2 separate regions of the Mus musculus genome follow, and region 2 is linked to region 1. The links are chromatin contacts, called in public promoter capture Hi-C maps. All regions are on one chromosome and are shown on one strand. Each heading gives the region's core, a stretch centred on a gene start, on an enhancer-like site or on the middle of the called end of the contact. The rest is flanking DNA. Distances are from core to core; before and after follow the strand shown. Region 1 overlaps Nrg3 (neuregulin 3). Region 2 holds the start of Tspan14 (tetraspanin 14).

Evidence for each region. Promoter capture Hi-C pulls out the DNA fragments that hold promoters and counts their contacts.
Region 2: a promoter capture Hi-C map of hippocampal neurons shows a contact between it and region 1, with 18 times the contacts expected there. The contact joins the promoter of Tspan14 here to the enhancer-like site in region 1. A contact is called at or near these places in 5 of 39 promoter capture datasets (cranial neural crest, frontonasal cranial neural crest, hippocampal neurons and 2 more), 2 of 484 Hi-C or Micro-C datasets (cerebellum and cerebral cortex), 4 of 115 datasets of contacts at active chromatin or transcription factors (astrocytes, differentiating embryonic stem cells, embryonic forebrain and 1 more) and 2 of 9 other capture datasets (embryonic tail and embryonic trunk).

Annotation. Positions count from the first base shown.
Region 1 is chr14:38,986,590-38,994,091 of GRCm38.p6, reverse strand. All of the region lies in intron 2 of Nrg3 (neuregulin 3), which reads left to right. Among named protein-coding and RNA genes, the nearest start is that of Nrg3os, 92 kb to the right of the region's middle. Within about 2 kb of position 1,616, at least 10 of the 459 cell types and tissues checked have an H3K27ac peak or open chromatin away from gene starts, as enhancers often do. A contact at or near this core is called in hippocampal neurons, where this site is marked.
Region 2 is chr14:40,963,649-40,970,638 of GRCm38.p6, reverse strand. Tspan14 (tetraspanin 14) reads left to right here and starts at 3,743. Exons shown (of 9, transcript NM_145928.2): 1 at 3,743-3,863.

The sequences.
Region 1 (7,502 bases), core at 367-2,866:
AGCCAATAAAAATATAGGTATGCCAGGAAAAAAAAAGCTGTTTATGGAAGTAAACGTAGTTGCCCAGTGGTTCAAGTTAAGCATTATGTGACTATCTCAGAGACACTTACACAATGGAGATATCTGCCATCCTCACTACCCCTTCTGGGTCCCATCCTTCCCACATTGCCACATCCATGTGCATAGCCAGGAGGTGTTAAAAATACAAGCCTGACAGTTTTTCTGTAAGTTCATATCTGGAATCCTAGTACTCAGGTGGCTGAAAAGGGAGACTGCGAGTTTGAAGTCATCCTAGGCTATAGAAGAAGAGCTTATCAAACTCATAAATGAACAAGCACAGGCTCAAATTTTGGCTCAATAGATTAGGGTGGAACTACAATTTTACATCCCATCACATGCCATGTGGGTATTAGGAGACATGGGATTGGCTTTGGCTAGCAATGCCTTCAAACAGAACTTTTCAGTATCAATTGTAGAGAGGAATCATTGAGATCCAACATTAAGATTTTGGTGCTGAAACTCAACAAGCCATTCAGATCTCTGTTAGGTGTCCCAGCTGCCCAGATCATGGCAGTAGGCAGCTAAGTGAGGGATGCTGCTCTGTACTGCCACCACAGGCCGTGTGATGGCTGACCAAGTCTCCTTATTTATGAGCATATAATTTTATGTTAGTGCAAGTGCTTTCCAATCACTCCTACCTTACCAGCAGAGAAACTGGAATATTCACGGAAATGCTGCTGCTGTCGACCAGCATCTTTTCAGCCTGTTTAGTCTGAGCATTCCACTTTTGTTTCCTTATAGTCCAGTCTGACTTTGTGTCCTGCTCCTGAACAACGTGGGCACATTTCTAGATTGCTACAGGAGACTCTGTGATCGTCAGTGTTTAAGTTTCAGTACGATCACTATCTCCAGGTTTAGCAAGTACTCAATGGCTATCGTTTTGAAAGATTTCTAGTTGCCTCACTCTTCCTTTTCCTTTCATTTTTTTTTCTACTTCTGTCCAGACTCTTGAACACATGGACTGAATGCTCACTTTCTCTCGACTAGGAGAGCACCAGTGAAATTCGTAAATAGGCTGAAATCTTCTCATGTGATGTGTCTTTAAAATTGGAACCTAAAAACGAAATTGCTTGGCTCAAGGATATAAGCAAGTTCCTGGCTTTTAATTGCAAACTGTTTTGCAGACATTGGCTCAGCTTCTACTTGCTAATTTGAATAATGTGAGCTTTTGTAGTCTATTTGTCTTTAATAAACCTTTTATATCTTTTATATGATCACCATGCAAATTTATCCATTATTATTTTCTTTATCTGAAATACTTTCCAGAGCACTGGCAAGATAGTGAGCTGCTAGATAAGGAAGCAGCACATTCATTGCATGCATATTTTATATATTTTCACCATCTGATGCTGCTGGTCCATTCACTGTGTAGGAGGCACAGCAAGAGCGCTTGTAGCAAAGGTGGTTTCATCTAATAAATTCTCTAGCTTTGCCTATGTGAAAAAAACATGCACCCAGATCCTGCATAATTAGGGTAAGAAACCTGAGACAGTGACATAGACTGAAAGTGAGTGTGTGCGTGTGTATGCCTATGCTGCCAGCAGCGTCCTGTAGACGCTGTGGGATGCCAGAATTAGAAGAAGCTTGGAGCAGTTTATTAAGGAGCTTAAATTCTTCTGAGAGGATAGAGATCAAGAATCCAAGCGATGCCGTTCCATTCAAAATGAAGGGTGCTTCTCTAGGGAGAATGGCCTGATTGATATCAAGGGCAAGAGGGAGTCAAGAAACAGAGTGTGCTCACAATGAAACACACCAGTTTAAACCTACAGCCTGAGAACACATTCTTGGGCATAAGGTCTGCCCTGGCTTCTCTGTGTTCAGCATATTGTGGGTTAGGGAGACCTATAACCCTGTAGAGCAGACAGGCTAACTCTAACCTACTTATCTACAGAAGGCTGAGATTTTCATAAATATAGCATTTCTGGCTGACTTGCTGATTTTTACTTTATTTTTCATTTTTTTAAGGCTACCACTTTGCTTAATGCTGCCACCTTGTGACAGAGACTATAGTAGCAGCACTTCTGGCAGAACTTGACCATGACCTCTTGCTCAGGCATTTGAACTAGAAAGTGGAAAGAATTAAGTTTTGGACAAAGAGTGAAAAGAAAATCTTGAACGTTCAGCCCCTAATGAGAACTTGGAGCCCGATATCTCAAATTATTTATAATGTTGTTTTGTTTGGTTTTCCTTTTTGTTCAAAAAGACCTATGGAATTTAGGGAGAAAAAAAAAAAGAATTTTAGCATCAGCCTTGGTATTTGTGGTCTTCCCTCCTCCATCACCAGCCTGCAGAGCGATGAAGAGTAAACATTTAGATGTGCATAGCATTCTAAGAGACCACCCTGAAAACCTAATGTAAGATATACATGCTGGATATGCCCTGTGCAGCCTGAATAGGACTGCTAGCTGTTCCTTTTGTGTTATAACCCAAGAAAGGAAAAACTTGGCCTTTGGTCATGCTGTGCTCCACCTGAGTCACTTAGACCATGAGATCATACCCTGTGGATTGGGCCCAATGAACACCTGGGCAATAACTACAGATGGGGATTCAGGGGAGCCCACATGAGCAATGTTTAAAAGCTGGACAGTGGTTTCTCCATCTGGACTTTTCCAGCCCACAAATGGTGGCTGACCTCTAAGCAGAGGCTCCTCCCACAGATGCCTTTATCAGAGACAGAGAATGAAATCTGGATGTGATGGGTAGTTTCAGGGGTGTAGTGAGATTATCTATGAGGATGAAATTAATATATGAGGAACATAGATTTTGAAGTGTCAACTATGGTAGCTATTTTCTCTTTGCGTAGGAGATGGTTTAGGGACATGGGACAATGGCTTTAACATATTAGTGTAAGACTTTGGTTAGACATTATGATGTTGTTTGACTTTGAAGTGCATCATAATCTGGGGCAGAACTATGAAGACAGAGAACAAGAAGGCAAAAGTGGTAATGTGAAAACAGATAGCCATGTAGGGTGAAATCCTAAGAGTGATGTTTACAGAAAAGAAAAAAAAATAAGGGCAGAGAGATTTACATGAATGAACAGCCAAAAGAAAAATGAAAAAATAAGAGAGAAAAGACAAAATCAAAATCTTAAAAATCCATTTATTTACCATCATTTAAAGTATTTTCAAAAACAATATTAAAATCTTCAATATAAACTAGTGAAATCCTACTTGGCTGAGTTAGCCACAGCTTACTTCTTTCTCCTCAGTACTTTAACAGACTACTTATGTAGTTAGCTGTGTTCAGTCTATGGTAAAGAGGCCTTTCCCCATCACTGCTATGATCTGACTTGCCTTTTAAAATTGCTAGAAAGCATTTCAAACATAGGACAGTTTAAACATTTTCTCTTAAACAAAATCAGCTTAGATTATTTTGGGGGGGGTCATCTCTAAAAATATATGGATTTTTACTTATAGGAATTAACTGGTAAGAAGATACATTAAACTTCATTCCACCATTATTTATGAAAATTATATAATGCTGTCCTGCTGAACATAAAGTGCTGGATATAAGGTGTTAGTGTAAAACATAAAGTAACAGGCTTGTATAAAGGAAGAAGTGATTAATATTGTTAGTCACAGCAATAAATAAGACAGCCTCAGTTGGTATGACAATGAACATAGGAGAAATTCCACAGCTCTCATCCTTAGATGAGGATCTACTGGCAATCAATGACTGATGAGAGATGGAGATTGAGTCTTAGGAGGGATGAATATCCTGACAGGTGATCCAATCAGTAGTGTGTGTGTGTGTGTGTGTGTGTGTGTTTAAAACGATAATTAGAGAAAATAAGATCATAAAGTTTAGAAAGAGTGAAAAGCACAAGGGTTGGAGGGGGAAAAAGAGGTGTAGTAATAATGCAAATCCAGTAATTACATGTTAAATTCTCAAAAAAAAATGAAACAAGTCCTTAACAAGGAAAAGAAGAAAAAATGATCATGAATTTAAAAAGGATCTCAGTGTGACATCTGTAAGAATCATCTGAGTTTTATTATACAGCTAGATGAGAAATATTAGTTTGATAAATTAATCCAGACATTAATTAGAGATTAGGGAATGCAGAAATGAGTGTATAACAATATAATGTAATAGCCCTTCCTACCTATTAGACTGGAAATAGTAAAATATAAAGGATCACTAGTTGAAATGTGCATCGGTGTAGCCATTCTGAATTTATCCTTTAACCAATACACACCTATCCCATGGAAACTATTCTATCTACATATAAATAAACATAAAAATATCACTTCTAGGAGGCACAACTATAAAAATTCCAGTAGAAATATCTCTAAAGTACATTAGTGGTAAAATGCCAAGCAGGTACTCTATTAAAATACTTGCCAACTATAATATGTATGCATATAAGTATGCATACATACATACATATATACATGTAACAAAACAGTTTTGGGCATCATAGTATTTTACAAGGAAAATCAAACTTGTAAGAGGGCACACTATGATTGCTCTTGAGCAACACTTAAAAACAGACAAAAAACAAACACAAAGACTATAAATGCCAGCAAAGGAGCAGCCTTACCATTACCACAAAAGGAATGGCAGTGCTTCAGTCTCTTGTGGAAAGAGAGGATGTTGTTGCCCAATATCTCATAGAGGTGTTCAGCATGTTTCATTTTCCAAGACAGCTGTTCATATGAGTGATGGTGGTGGTGTGGTGGTGATCATGGCTATGATGACGGCAACAGTAATGATAATGATGTTGATTTTGAAAAACTTTTCTCCCAGAGTATGATCTATGACTGTACGGGGGACTTTGAGGACACACATGGATTTGAGACAAAGATGGTTGACCAACTGCTTCATCGTGTATATATCCAGCCTTCTATTTAGACCTAAACTTTCTGATTGCATTGAGAAGATGAACTTATATTGTCTTTGGCCATTTTTGTCCCTTTTTCCAATATTACCACATTGAATAAATCTCCTGTCTTTTCTTCATTATTAATTTGACTTTTTAAATTGCCTATCAAGGACAGGTGGTCTTACTTGGTCTGTTGGTGTGCAAGGTGTGACCTAAGTACAATAATGGTAGTAATGATGGCCTCTTTGTGGTGACCTCTAGAGTTAAGTTGTATTAATATTTGTGTTTGAGTCTTCCAATCTTAGATAGATATATTTCTTTACTATTTCATTTTCTCATCCTCACATGTGCTATTACTGTGCATGTACAGAAGTGTGTGATAAAATTATGTGTCAATTTGTATATTTCCCGATTTATGACTTGTGATTCACTTTTATGACTTGTGTAATTTGTTATTGTTTGGTTTATATACAATGGCTCTGATTTTCATATTTTGTCATGAGAATTGAGAAATAAGAAATTTTGTACATTTATAGCTATATAATTGAATAGTTATATTAGATTAAATATATGTTTCTGTGATCATTCAATATGAAATTAACTGATCTTTTATTCCTTAGACGTACATAATTTTGTATGCTGTGGGCTTTCTCATGCTACCATACTAATCCAGCAGTCTAAGTCCATGTATGGAGCAGACTTCATTTTGACAGATTGTGAAGACCTTATCTGGATATGCTCATGTAGTCTTGTTAGGCATGGGTGAAATGATGTTCCTATCATTTTTATCCAAACCCATCTAACAGGATGTCTTGTTCTGATTATGTGGCACATTAAACTGAGAACTTTTTCTCTACATAAATTTCCCTTGTATCCATGGGATAAACTTAATCCTATTGCTTAATTGTAGCCACTAATAATGTACTTAAGATTTTAATTTAATATCCATTAGTGAAATTGTCCTGGCATAATTTTTTAAAATGCTTATTACATTAGTACCCAGTTGGTTTTAATGTTACAGAATACTTTCTTGTAGGTCTTGAGTTAGTTCCAAGCTTCTTAGAGATTTATGTAGAAATTATGCCAAGATTGCAAAGGTTTTAAATGAGTTATCTAATAAATGCATCTAACATGCTCTTTAACAGTAAGACATTTTGTCCAAAGTCTATCTGTCTGTCTGCTGGGATTGGTGGGAGAATGACCAGATATTTGTCTTTGTTGCCATTTCTCTTTCCTATAACCAAGGACAGTTTTGTACATCTAGGTGATATTTTCATGTAATCTAAGTTTGTATATTGTATTATTTACTATGATCGATTTTATTATTTTCACTGGGTGACTAGAATTACCATGATATATCTATCTTTCTACCCATCTGTCAGCTGTCAGTCTCGAAATAAACTTATATATATATATATATATATATATATATATATATATATATATGATATTTCTCCACTACAAGATGGAATCTATGTTTTCCCATTCTATGGAGTGCTACTTTTGATGAATGATCGTGTCCTTTGTTGTGCAGAACCTTCAGGGAAAACCCCACACCAACAGTTGCAATCCTACAGTCAAACACTCTGATCCAGGATTATTTGTGACTAAAAGAACTGCAGGTACAAAAATGCAGAAAAAGCTGAGCGTGGTGGTGCACACCTTTAATCCCAGCACTTGGGAGGCAGAGGCAACGAATTTTTGAGTTCGAGGCCAGCCTGACGTACTGAGTGAGTTCCAGGACACCAGAACTACACAGAGAAATCCGGTCTCAAAAAATCAACAAAACAAAACAAACAAACAAACAAACAAACAAAAATGGAGAAAAGACCGAGGAAAAGTATGTCCAGTGATAAGTCCAAATGTGGATTCATCTTAAGGGGATGCTCCAAGGCCTGACAATATTATTCATACTATGGTGTGCTGACAGACAGGGGCCTAGCATGGCTTCCTTCCATTGAGGCCCAAGGAGCAGCCAACAGAGGCAGAAGTAGGTCGCATTTATTTATTGCTGATCTTGGTTCCTGCAATAAAAGTGTTCTGATAAGAAAGTCTTTTCCTGTGACAGTGTGTTCAAAGCTGTTTCCTACTTTCTTTGCTATCAGGTCCAGTGTATGTGGTTTTAAGTTGAGGTCATTGATCCATTTTGACTTGAGTTTTATGTAGATTCATAAGGATGGATCTATTTAGATTCTTCTACATGCTGTCATCCAGTTTGACCAGGATAATTTGTTGAAGAAACTGTGATTTTTTTTAGGTGTATTTCTGGCTTATTTATCAAAAAACAGGTGTTCATAGTTGTGTGGATTCTTTTTTAGGTCTTCAATTCTTTTCCATTGATCAAACACATTTTTGTAATAAAAAAAACACTATAAAACATGATTATATCCATTGTTCATAACTGTGTTTTTATTATATCTTATTAATTATTTCCAAGAATTTCAAACACACATGCAGTGCATTTTGATTATATTTACCTCTTATTCCTTCCCCTATCTCCTCCTATATACCTACCTCAGCCTGTGCTGATTGCAAATTATTTTTCATTAATAACTGAGTCCAGTTTGTGCTTTCCATATATGTATGTGGAGAGGGATGCTCTGAATTGTGTTGAACG
Region 2 (6,990 bases), core at 2,494-4,993, 2.0 Mb before region 1:
GTACACATCCCACCCCCTTCCTGTCTTTCAGCATTGTGGCCAACTGCTTCAGAAGGGAAATGCCTAGAGAGGCTGTTCACTTTCCAGGACCTCTGATATCACCTGATCTTTGGGTCTCAGTGTTGGCTTTTCTCTCTTCTGCCATCTTGTCTGCAGTCGTGACCTTCCCCACAACTCATCAGGTGAATATAATCATCAGGTGAATATAATCCTGTCCCTCACTGGAAACAGCTCCGTAGCCTTTGACTCTCATCTTCACAGCGACAGATATAACCTCATTAGACCTGTAGCTAGTGAAGGTCATGTGATCAACCACTCTGATTTGTGCCTGCAACCCAACTTCGTTCATCTGCTCATCAAATCATTACTCCTTCCTCCCCCAGATCATTCTCATTACTATACAAATCTCCCATAGTTTTCTCTGTAGCCTAAATCCTCCTTCCCCAACTGGCTAACACAAATTAAAGTTAATAGTGGGCTGGCCGGGCGGTGGTGGCACGCGCCTTTAATCCTAGCACTTGGGAGGCAGAGACAGGTGGATTTCTGAGTTCGAGGCCAGCCTGGTCTACAGAGTGAGTTTCAGGACAGCCAGGGCTATACAGAGACACCCTGTCTCGAAAAAACAAAAACAAAAGTGGGCTGTAAGTATCATTAATCCTAGCACTATGAGGGCAGAGCCAGGTGGATCTCTGTGGAGTTTGAGGCCAGCCTGATCGACATGGAAGTTCCAGGCTAGCCAGGGCTCCAGAGAGACCTTTTCTCAAAATAAATAAATAAATAAATAAGTAAAATTTTAAAATGGAAAGTAGATAAATGTGAATAAGATAATTTTCTTCCTTTCATCTACACAGTAAATAGAAAGATAGCTCAGGATAGGTGATTCTCTAGACCTGGGAACCCAGTTATCCTAATTTGGTTTGTCAACATCGTTACCACGTGACTTCTGCTACAGACACCCATGGCTACTGGAGCCATAGCTTTTATAAGTATATTCCTGGAAGGAATGCTGACCAAGGAAAGCACATTGCTTCCCTTTAAAGTTAGTTTAGAAGCTGCACGTGGACCCTTCCATTCCTATTGGCTGGAACTGAGTCACATGGTCATATGTAGCAGAAACATTTGCCTTTATTTTGGAAAGCCATGTATGTAGCCAGATAGAATTGGAAATTATGCTAGGAAAGGCAAAATGAGATATGGCTATTAGGGATGCCTAGTCATCTCCACCACTTATGGTTCTCTGTTCCCTATTGGGTTATTAATGTGCAGTAGCTTCCATCCCACTATACCCAGAGCAGAGCCCTTAGCACGTTTACCAATGGCTCCGTGCTGCTAAAAGCACTTATCTGTCCTCATCTTACCTGAGCCCCGAGCAGCAGCTAACAGCTAAGTCCTTTCTGGAAACAGCCTTTTACATCTTGGGCATAGGCATCTAGCATCCTCTGTTCTCTTGCCTCCCAGCCTGTCTCTCAGTGGTTTTTTCTTGCCTTCTATTCCCTCTCATTCCCTGGGTCCCCATGGGACCTTCTCTTCTGCAGTTTCCTTTCCTCCCTTTAGATGACCTTCTTAGACCCCATGAGCTCCCAAAACGCATCTTCAGCCCACACCCTTCTTCTCTGCTTTTAGTGACTGGACAACAACCCTGGGTGTCTATCAGGCACTGCTAAGTCAATACGGCCAAAACAAAATTGTTGGTGGTTATCCTGAAAATGGATTTCCTCCAGGCCAGCCCACCCAATAAATGAGGCACTGTTTGCCCACTCACAGAAAGACACTTAAAAGCTATTCCTCTTTTTTTTTTTAAACATTTCCTCCTCCTGTATCTGGTCTTTTTGGTCTTAGATCCAAAACATTATCTCTCAGGTATTCATCTTAATACACCCGCCATTTCAGTTTCAAACTTCCTCCATACTTGGCTTGGATTAAGGTAAAAGTTTAATTGGCTCACTGCTTTTAATTTTTGTCTGACAACTACTACATCTACTCTTCTCACAGCAGCAAATTAGAATGCTGGTCTTTTCCATAAACCCTTCAAAGGCTTAACTAAACAACAACAACAAAACAAAAACAAAAAACAACAACAAAAGATACTCAGTCCTTTGACACAGTGTGTAGGCCTGTTCTGTCCTGGTCTTGATCTTCACTCCATCCCCAGTAGCCTGACAATAGCCATCTAGTTTTCTTTGAGCTCCTTGACGCATCAGAGCGTGGCTCTTATCAAAGCCTTGGCACCTCTGCTCTCCACTTGTACTTTCTGGACCAACTGCCACCCCTACCCCCCACCCCCTCTTCTAACTCTTCACTCCTTTGCTTTCAGTTTCAACATCAATCTCTCTCTCACCTTTCCCTTCCACATGCTCACTTTATCCCTGGGCTTTTGTCTTGTCTCAGCATTGATTTCATCTTGAAATGATTTGTCTTTTCTACTAAACAGTAACTATGTGGAGGGAGAGGTTTCAGGCTGCTGCACTCCCCAGGATAATTCAAGACCTGGTGCCCACACATCAGACACCCAATCATGCATTTTGGTTAGTTAGAGGTGACAATATGGACAGGTTTCCTTGCCAGAGAGGTCCTTGAGCTATCTGGCATATTCTAGAAACAGGCTACATCCCCATTGTTAAATAACCACAACTAGCAGCAGAAAGGTACATTCTATTTCCAGATTTTCTTTTTCTCTTTACAATGAACTTAACCTGTTGGCTGCGTGTGTTAAAAACATAGCCCCAGTCTTATGCCACTTTTGTATAGCCCAAGAGGAGCAGATCTGTCCCTCAGCTCCCGCAAATCTACACGAGTTTACCAAGCAGGACAAGGTTATGCTTTGCTCTATTGACAAGCAGATCTAGGCTGGGACGAGATCGGCCTTTTTATCACAGCAGTGTGGACAGCACTGTAAATCTATCTGCCTGTCCTGTGACCTTCCACTTCCAAGAATCAGCCCAGCCATCTCCTCAGCATAAAGGTGATGAGCAAATCTCAGCAGGACATCCAAAGGAAGCTTGGTATTTTTAGCACCGAGACTGGAAGGAGCGAGTGTTTACGGCTCAGCTGTAAAGAAATCTCAACCACCGTTTCTAGAAAACTACCCGCACACACTGGCTCCCAAGGCTGGGCAGGAATGCCTTCCATCTTAAAACCAGCCATTTCACCAATCTTCTTCCACCTCTCAGCCACCTCGAGCATCCCTTGACACAGGCATCTTGTAACTCGCATTTCTCCCTGGCTCGGCTCCCGCCGGGTTAAGAGCTAATACCAGAGGAGCATTTGCGCGGCGTAACTTGGCCGAGCGCTCAACTCTGCGGCCACAAGCGATCGACTTCGCCAGCGTCCGGGAGCCACAGAGAGGGCGGAACCGGGTAAATCCCGTTTGGGGCACCGCCCAGAGCCGGACAAAGGGGCGGGTCAGCGATCCGCCTCATTACCTATGGATGACCATTTGTAGGGCGGGGTGCACGGTAGGGGGTGGAGCACGGCGACCCGGGGGCGGAACACAGGCGGGGCGTAGAGAAGGCGTGGTGATCAATGTGGGAGGGGCAATCAGCGGTGGGATGTGGGCTGATAGCACAGTGGGGCGGAGCGAGCGGTGAGAGCCAGGCCTGGGTGGGGGGGAGGAGCGAAAGATGGGGCGGTTCCTGCATGGGGAGGAGCAAAGAGCGGGGGCGGGGCTTGGGTGCGCCAGACGCACTGGGCGGCTGAGCGGTGCGAGGAAGCGGCGCCTCTTTTTTCGCCGCGGCCCCGCCCCTCCGCGCCCCGCCCCCGCCGCTCGGACGGCCCGAGTCGCGCCCTCCCGCTCGGAGCTGCTGAACTTGCTCTAACTTCCTCGGCCAACCGGGCCGTGCTGCCGCCGCTGCTGCCGCGCCCGGGTAAGTAGAACGCGTGGCCTCGCTGAAGCGTCGGGCCTGTCTTTATTGTCTCGGGCCGGCCCTCGTGAGCGTCCTCTCGGGACAGCGGCTGCTCCCCGCGTTCCTGCTCGGCCCCTGGACTCCCTTGGCTGGCGGGGGCGGCCCCGCGGGTGGCGCGGGCTTTGTCTGCTGAGACCGCCCGCGAGCTCTGGAGGCCGCGGCCGGGACCCCGCTGAGCCGAACTGGGGCGCTGTATCGAGTGGGAGGCGCGGCGGGCTACCCGGAAGGTGTGTCTGCTCCCGGCTGCTGCCTGGGCTCTGTCGGTCCTCACCTGCGAACCCAGCGGAAGGCTCTTTATTCAGCTCCGGTCCCGGATGAGGGGACGGTCGCCCAGCCCCCACCCACCCTGAATGTGCACGCTGTCGCGGGGTCCCACGCTGTCCGGCAAGAGTTTAAGGAGGTGGCGATCCTGGCTTCTCGGTGCTAGTCGCTAAAGGCTGTGTTTGGGAGCAGAGCCCGACCCCTGACCTAGCCCGAGGTTTGGCCAAGTTGTGATTCTGGCTCAGCCTAGGTTGGAGCTCCTGTATTCCCTTCCCTCCCGGGCGTGCAGTGCAGAGGGTGGGCAGAGTGCACATTTGGGGACTTCGGCCCCTGAACCACTGAAACTCCTGTCTGGAGGACTGAAACTTGGTCTCCAGTGAGAGGCAGTCAGAATCCTCAGAACTCAGTGTCTTCAGCCAGTGCCTGCCCGGAGCTGGTTGCAGAGCCACGGTGACTGTATCAGGACACTGGTGTTCTGGGACATCGAGATGTGTTGGGCAGCGTGTGCAGGACGCTGGGCTGGAGCCTGTAGCAGGTGTGATCTCAGCTCTCTAGGTGGTCACCCCAACGGACTGGTGGATTTAGGTCAGTTGCCTGCCAAATCCTACACAGTTGTGGCTGTCAAGGGACAGTTTCCACACAGCCCCTTGGCTTCTGAGTAGAAGTTGGTGCCTGCTGAGTGCTTCCTTATTTATGAAAGGAAATCTGGGGCCCCACATTCTAACAGCTCAGAGGTTGCTGGAGACACCCTTTCTCTCAAAACTCCTCCTGGGCCCTAAAACCCTTAGAATGAAGCCCAGACTTCTGCTCTCTGGCTCCTCCCTTAGCTGTCCCCAAGTCTTTTTTTTTTTTTTTTTTTTTTTTTTTTTTTGGTGTCAGGGTCTTGTGTAACCCAGGGTTGCCTTGAATTCATGATTCTTCTCAGTCTCTTGAGGTGGAAACCTATGTCACTAGATGTATTTTACCCTTACTGTGTGTTTGTTATACACCTTTAGTTGATGACTGGCTTGATAGCATCCCTTTCTGCATTTCTGGGTCTCCTTCTTGGATCACCTAATGTGTTTCAGAGACTGGGGTGCTCTGGGCTACAGCCCATACTTTCTGGGCTCACATCTGCAAGCCTTGTGTGCTGGGCCTACAGTAGGTGCTCAGTGGTAGTTATTGATATGCACTTGATCTAGGCTTAGTTGCTTCATTTAGTCAAACATTCTTAGCCACTGCTCCTCCAGAGGTTTGTGGCTGTCCCCAAAAAAAGCTGCTGAGAGGGAAGGGTTGGCTGCCATGGGCAGATTCTCCTAAGATGTCTCTTAGGACAGCTGTGCCAGCTCATTTCTCAGGACAGGTGAGGGCTTCTTGTCACATGTTTGCAATGGAAGATGAAACTCATGCCTTGTGTGGGTGGGGGAGGAGCTTGCCCTGCAGGTTATAGAAATGAGGTGAAGTTACAAAGAGGCCAGGGTGCAGGGAAACCTTGGCTTCTCAAACCACTTCTGAGGGCCTTATCCTAGGCCACCATGTGCCTAGGGGTTAGACCTTGTTTAACTTTAACTAAAGAGTTAAACACAGTTAATTTTTACAGTGCCTAGAAATGCCAGTATGCCAGTCTTGAAAGCCCCTTGCTGGCTTAAAACCCAGTGAATTTATGAGCAAACATACATGTACATGTTTGTTTGTTCATAAATTACATGGCATAATGGTGGGTTTTTCAAGGCTTCTTAGTATTTATGGAAACATATCAAGCTACTATCCCAGCCTTACTTTTAATTGTTTAATCCTTGAAACAACTGAAACAACCCAAATGTGGTAGACATTAGCTACCTGATTTTACAAATGAGAAAACTATGGCCCAGAAAGGTCCGAGTGGTTTCCTGGAAGTCTCTCATTTAGACAGTACCTTCTTCTTGGAGGTGCTTAAGCATAGTGCTTAAGCAAGCCTGGCAGAACTACTGAGTTCTTCAGTACAGGTTTCCTTATGGCCCTGTTTCCAAAGCGTCTTACCCATCTAGCGTGATAGCTACATGCCAACCCTGAGTCCCTGCTAATTTGACTGATGCTCTGGTCTCTGCCCCACAAGGCCAGAGGATGGCATGGGTGGGGGTGGTGATGGGGATGGGACTAGAGAGCTTTCTGTAGAGATCAGGGTTTGATGCGGTTAAGATCAAACTTCAGATTTTAGAGGCTTAAAGCAATGAGTCTTTTTTGTTATTGTTCTTTTGTTTTGATTGTTTTTGCTGTCTCCACATAGACATCACAATCTGCTTTGTGTTACCATTATTGTAGGGCCAATTCATATTTCTAGCCCAGTAGAAATATCCTGATGAGTCTTGCTTTTAATGCATCTATCTACCTCTACGTTGCATTTCATTGGTTGCACCAAGTCACATGGCTGCAGTCACACTCAACTGCGGGGTAGGGGTAGGAATTTAAAAAAAAAAAAGAGTCTGAACAGCATGAATGCCCATCACTTGCCTGTTGCTTCTTCTCAAGCTCTGGGTCCTGTGCCTCCAAGAACATTGTTGTGAATTGGTCCAAGAAGCCCTGTTGGAAGATGTAGTTGCCACTCTTGAAAGATAGAAGTTTGGTCACCAAGAATGAGCCTTAGGGAGAGGTAGTGGTCTTTAAGGGCATCCTTTTGCTCATTGGCTAGTTCATTCCTTTATTCAAAAGCAGGAAGTCCCAGCCTAGAGCCTGTGAATGGAGGTGACAATCCCTGTTTCCTGCTGCCGGGGTGTTAGTGCCTTTAAAGAGGAGTGATTCCCAGGGGAGAAGGAAAGCAGGTGTGGCCACCTTGTCTCCTGGCCAGTGGACTTTGGGCATGTTGGACTTC